Regions from separate parts of the Danio rerio genome. Here region 2 is linked to region 1. The links are chromatin contacts, called in public Micro-C maps. All regions are on one chromosome and are shown on one strand. The core of a region is the stretch at or near the end of the contact, and the rest is flanking DNA. Distances in the headings are between cores, read along the strand shown.

Evidence for each region. A called contact is a pair of places that touch in the nucleus more often than the background predicts.
Region 2: a Micro-C map of caudal fin shows a contact between it and region 1, with 2.5 times the contacts expected there. The contact joins two enhancer-like sites. A contact is called at or near these places in 2 of 18 Hi-C or Micro-C datasets (caudal fin and an unstated tissue).

Annotation. Positions count from the first base shown.
Region 1 is chr9:13,167,937-13,170,755 of GRCz12tu, forward strand. All of the region lies in intron 1 of bmpr2b (bone morphogenetic protein receptor, type II b (serine/threonine kinase)), which reads left to right. Among named protein-coding and RNA genes, the nearest start is that of bmpr2b, 64 kb to the left of the region's middle. Within about 2 kb of position 1,370, at least 36 of the 62 cell types and tissues checked have an H3K27ac peak or open chromatin away from gene starts, as enhancers often do.
Region 2 is chr9:13,239,519-13,242,467 of GRCz12tu, forward strand. The region is part of intron 7 of bmpr2b (bone morphogenetic protein receptor, type II b (serine/threonine kinase)); the gene reads left to right. Among named protein-coding and RNA genes, the nearest start is that of fam117bb, 25 kb to the right of the region's middle. Within about 2 kb of position 1,468, at least 11 of the 62 cell types and tissues checked have an H3K27ac peak or open chromatin away from gene starts, as enhancers often do.

The DNA.
Region 1 (2,819 bases), core at 120-2,619:
GCATCTGAAATCACCTACTACTCAGTAGGTATTGTATTTTAATTTACTTGAATTTATTACTCGATCGATAGAAAAGTATGGTATGCATCATGAATGTAAGTAGCATAAATGGAACTCGGACGTACTACAGATGCCATTTTGTCATCATCATCACGCGACATCGGATGGGCACTTCAGAATCTCACCGGAAGCAGTAGGTCATCTGGTTACTTTCTATGTATTCGGACATACATGTAGTACTTGGCTTGCATATTGTTTTTAGCGTACTTTATAGTATGGAAGTCTGTGATTTCGGTCGCAGCCATTTGTGTTCAAAGCAGAAAAAAGTTCTTGTTTTTTACCCAGACATTAAAAAGAATATATTTTAGAGCAGTAAATACTGTGAAGCTGTTATCATACTGTTACAATCTTATTCTGACCCATGCCTATACATAAGGATCTGTTTTGTTTAACAGATCCTTAACAGATAATGTCACTTACAAACTATTAAACACTTAATACTGACAATGTTCTTGAGAACCAAGTTTGGGTTACTGTAGTGTTAATACAAATGCCACACTTAATTTTCTACTCAAGTTAATTATTCATAAAGTACACATAATGAATGCAGCTTTTATTTGATTACGATATAGTACAATGAAATTGTATATTTCACCAGTACGCCACCTAATCTACAGTAACTGCCTGATGGTCTGGTGTGGTAATGCCACACCAGATGGCTCTGGAATTGCTGAACCATCCTATTTCCTTTCATTTGGCCCCTAAGTTCTCCTAGGCCAAGCTGGAGTGAGGTTTCTGCTGGTGCCCCCTCCAGTGCCAGCACAGCCCCCTCTCTGCTTTCCTGTATCTGAGAGCCAGCCTGACAGCTTCCCTGTCCATAGAGACATTGGCAGAAGATGGGGCCAGTGCCAACCTCTCAGATAATCTACTGGAAAGGAAACGGCCACAGGCCCTTCGGCTCTTTGGCAGACAGAGCCTCAGCTTTTGGCCTCAGCGGAGACGTGATAAATTAATCACGATTTGTACTCGGCTTAGGTTTGTGTAGTCCTTTACTCTGATGTATTCTTTATAGAAAAGCCCCGTTTTGTTTTTCACAGTGCCAGCAAGTGAGTTGTGGGCAGATCACTGGCTTTTTGGACTGCGCTTTCCCTTTAAAACGAAGACCAGGAGCTGAGACTAACACAGGCCGAAGGTCCCCAGTAAGGCAAAGTTGAGTGTTATCTGGGGAAATTGCTGACAGGCCTCTAAGCAGTAGCTCTAACCTTGAGCTGCTGCACAAACAGTAGCAGGGCCGAGTCAGACTGGTACAGACTGCCCCCAAAAACAATCCCACAATCCCCTTCTACCCTCACCCTCCTCCCTGTGCTCTTTCGGTAGAGAGTAGAGCACCCTGCCACCTAGAGGTGGAGGAATTTTCTCTTGCTGCCCAGCAGACAAAAATAAAGAGCCGAGTCATTTGGAAGATTCGAAAATGCATGTCCGGATGGAGCGGAGCCAGTCGATGAAAGCTGAATTAATCACGACATGAAGGAAACACTTGAGTGAAATGCTCTCATCCCAGCTGTACTGAACGGGAATGAAGGGAATTCAGATTACGCAGTTGGACCTATTTATGAGAAAACACGTCTCTTGGGGAAAGAAAACAGTGCCAGCAGCACCTTTTTAATTTTTCAGACTCTCTAATGTGTCTGGCCCGCTATTGATCAGCTGTTATGGCACTTTCAGGGCTGATGCTGTAGCCGATGAACCAGGAACCTTAACAAATTGCTCCAATTATAATCAGCAGTGTTGTTGTCTGTCTGCCCTTACATGTTGATGTGATGTGGCTTCAGCTGACAGACAGCCCTTTCCTATTTTTGTTGAGCTACAGAGCTTCCCCAGCCTATTTGTCATTTAAAATAATAATAAAAATATATACTTGCCCATATATCCCCTGGGAAAACATGTGAACACATCTCTTTTAAACTAAACTCAAACAAAAAACAGCCTGGAGCAGAATGCTTGGATGTAAGCTGTAAACTTCAAAAACGTTTAAATTCAGCTTTTGGTTTCTCCCTCTGAAGCACTTACTGTTGAAAACAACATTTGCTTCCTGGCAGACTGTTAAAGATTGCATACTAGACTCCCAGTAAACCATTAAGTCGTTAAAGTAGTCATGAAGTGAGACTATTTGCTTTGTTAGGCCATTCTTGAGGTGAACAATTCAATTAATCCACAGAAAAAAAATTATGTTTGTTTTTGTTATCTTTAATTAAAATCAGAAAATTGGCTTTCACTCTGGAACGAAAGTCCTTCTGTGATGATGTCAGATTTAGCCTGTCCTCTCCTACTGTTTGTTTGCTGCAAGCGAGAGATGGCTAGGACTGAAATGAAAGCCATCAGTTCACTATTCTGTCATTATTGTAATGTTTAGAGGAAAGGAAATCGGTGATGTGTGGCCAAGTATGGAGCCCTTACTGTTCACACAGTGTGTACTTCACGCTGACTGCTTTGGCTTTGCAAAAGTCTAAATCTGCAGACCTCTAGTGAGTGGGTGTGGGAATCGTGCAGAAGCAGAAAGAAAAAATCAAGCCTTTAACTCATATAGTAGCTTCTCAATAGAGAAAGACATACAGATTAAGTCAGAATTATTATCCCCCCAAAATTATTAGGCGCGTTTATTTTTTTCCCCAATTTCTGTTTAACGGATAGAAGATTTTTTCAACACATTTCTAAACATTATAGTTTTAATAACTCATCTTTAATAATGGATTTGATCTTTGCCATGACAGTAAATAATAGTTTACTAGATATTTTTAAAGACACTTCTATACAGCTTA
Region 2 (2,949 bases), core at 218-2,717, 72 kb after region 1:
CCAGGCGCTTTGGCTATATTGTATGAATTGAGCAGTTTTATCCAACTAAGACCTTCTGAATCTGAACAGACGAAATTACTTTATTCAATAAAGGAACAGATTTAATTTCAGTTAGTTAGATAGGTAACTTTATTTGTTTATAAAAAAAATCATTTAAAAACACGGTACCCCTACTCTAAATAAATATCCAGTCTACTGGCCATCAACAATAATATTTTAGATTTATGTAGTGTTTCAGGCATTCATATTCGCACACATAAAAGTTTTGTTTTTGTGCATAAAGCTTGTATAGTTGAGCTTCTGCTTATGTTCCCTCATCAATATTTTAGATGTGAATAAAAGCTAACAAAATACACACTGTTGGTTTGTTGTAACCTAATGTTGGGTCAAACATCGACAGACACAATGTTAAGTAAAATTTTTAAATTTAATTTAAATTACACTTTTTAACCCAAAATTTGGGCTTGTTATTTAACCTAACATTAGTTTATAACAACCCAGTATGTTTGAGAGTTTATACAGCAACCCAGCAGACAAAGTATGTCAACATGACGTCAGATTGGCGTTGTATCGTGGGAACGTTGCACTTTTTTGGTGAATGAAAATCGAGTTGACGTCAGAATCCAACATCAGTTCGATGTCATTGTTCAACATCCAACCTAAAATCAATCAAATATCAACGTCTATTGACGTTTCAGCTTGACGTTATGTGGACGTTACCACTATGATGTCACGTCTATCAGACGCTTGGTTGTCATACCTGATGAATAAATGTCAGGATTTGACGTCAATATGACGCTGGTTTAAGATGTTGGCTCAGCGTTAGATTGTGGTCAGTTTCCAACACAACCTAAAATCAACCAAAAATCATTGTCATTATTAGACGTCAAAACAACGTTGTCCTTAGACGCTGGATAGACATTGAATTTTGGTTACCTGATGTCACAACCTAAATCTAACCTATTATCTAACATAACCTCTTATGATGCTGTGTACGCTGGTAGATGGTGTTATTTAATAGATTAAATGGCTTAATTCACATTCACATTTTGGATGTTTGAATGTTTTCTCTCCACAAGTCTGAAGGTTTTAACTGCAGTATCTTGCCTTAAAGGGCCAGCAGCATGAGGTGCTATAAACAAAAAACATTCCCCTAATTTGTTTGTCGAGCTCCTTGTGTTTCGCTGGAGCATCGCCAGAGATCAGCAGACAGTCTGCGGCTCATCATATCTCAAGTTCATTTTCCTCTCAGCTGTCTCATTAACAACTGATCTGAGAGCAGCCGTCCACCGGCTTTCTGCATCAGGAGATATTATGCGCTGATCTGGGTGCAGTCGTGGTGCATATTGTTTTGCCACTGCCCTCATTACTAGCTGAACTTTAGAGGCAGACAGACAGCGGGTTGAGAATGAGAGAGAGAGAGAGGGTATTCATCCACATACTCTATCCTTAGCACATTCGTCTCTTAGCGCCCTCTGCCGGTTGAGTCTTGTAATGGTTTGTGAAAACATTCATTTTCCTTTGGCTTAGTCCCTGATTTATCATGGGTTTCCACAGCAGAATGAACCGCCAACTACTCTGGCAAATGTTTTACACAGCGGATGACCTTCCAGGTGCAACCCAATACTAGGAAAGTTTGTGAAAACTTCTCAGAAATAATGTACTGTACGAGTGTTTCCTGTGGTGGAATTTTATTCAGGTTGTAAAGGGGCAGCTCTATGATATATTACTGTTTTGGGCAGGATTATTATAGTTAATTAAAAGAACAAACATGTTCAACTTTATGACTAAATTTAAATATATATTTATCTTGAATTATGTTAATAGGAAAAAAAATTGTATGAAGTTTGTATTTTTAATATGAGTTTTCAGCTACATTAATGTAAACAGCATAATGCAGTATTTTATTATACATTCACCCCCATTTCCTTTCTTAAATGTATTTTTTCAAAGCTGAGTTTCTGGCATAATTACTCCATTACTCAGTGTCACATTGTAATGCAATACTTTATATTAAAAAAGGAGACTAACAAAACTTTTCTGATGCCACATTATAGCAGCAATTGTTTACACATAATATACAGTACATAACAGTAATGACATGGTAGGGAATAGGGCTGTGCGATTTGGGCGAAATATTTAATTGCAATTTTTTTAACAGATATTGTGATTTTGATTTGATTTGCGATTTAATTTTGTTTTCAATTTAGATACTGGTTGCTGTATTTCCTCGTGCTGGCAGCAATTTCTGCGACAGCTCTTATAAATTAAAAATCATTTAAGAAATATTTAATGGCACAATATTAAGTGGATTGTTGATCTGGATGTTATGTATAAATTTTGTATTTTAATATTTTTATTGCTCTTGTTGTTATGTATTAATGTAATTGTGTGTTATGTTCGATGGACCCCAGGAAGAGTTTGCACTTGTCAGGGGATCATGATAGATAGATAGATAGATAGATAGATAGATAGATAGATAGATAGATAGATAGATAGATAGATAGATAGATGGATGGATGGATGGATGGATGGATGGATGGATGGATGGATGGATGGATGGATGGATGGATGGATGGATGGATGGATGGATGGATGGATGGATGGATGGATGGATGGATGGATGGATGGATGGATGGACGGACGAATGGACGGATGGATGGATGGATGGATGACCTGTTTTGTTTTTGTGTCTGTGACTTTGAAACTAAAATATTCCCATATTACTAATGTGCTGTTTTTTTAATATTAATTAGTCTATTAATGGTTCTGAAGCGACAGACAGCATCATCCCACTCATCCGCGCTTTCCTGTTTGTTTGTTTTTATTTTATTGTGGGTGCTCTGCATAGTTTGGTCATGCAATTCTGATTGGGCAGAAAGCAAGTGTGCTTAATCAATTGGCTTGTAAGACTTGTCACACGCTGACAGCTGTCATGCTTTTGCTAAA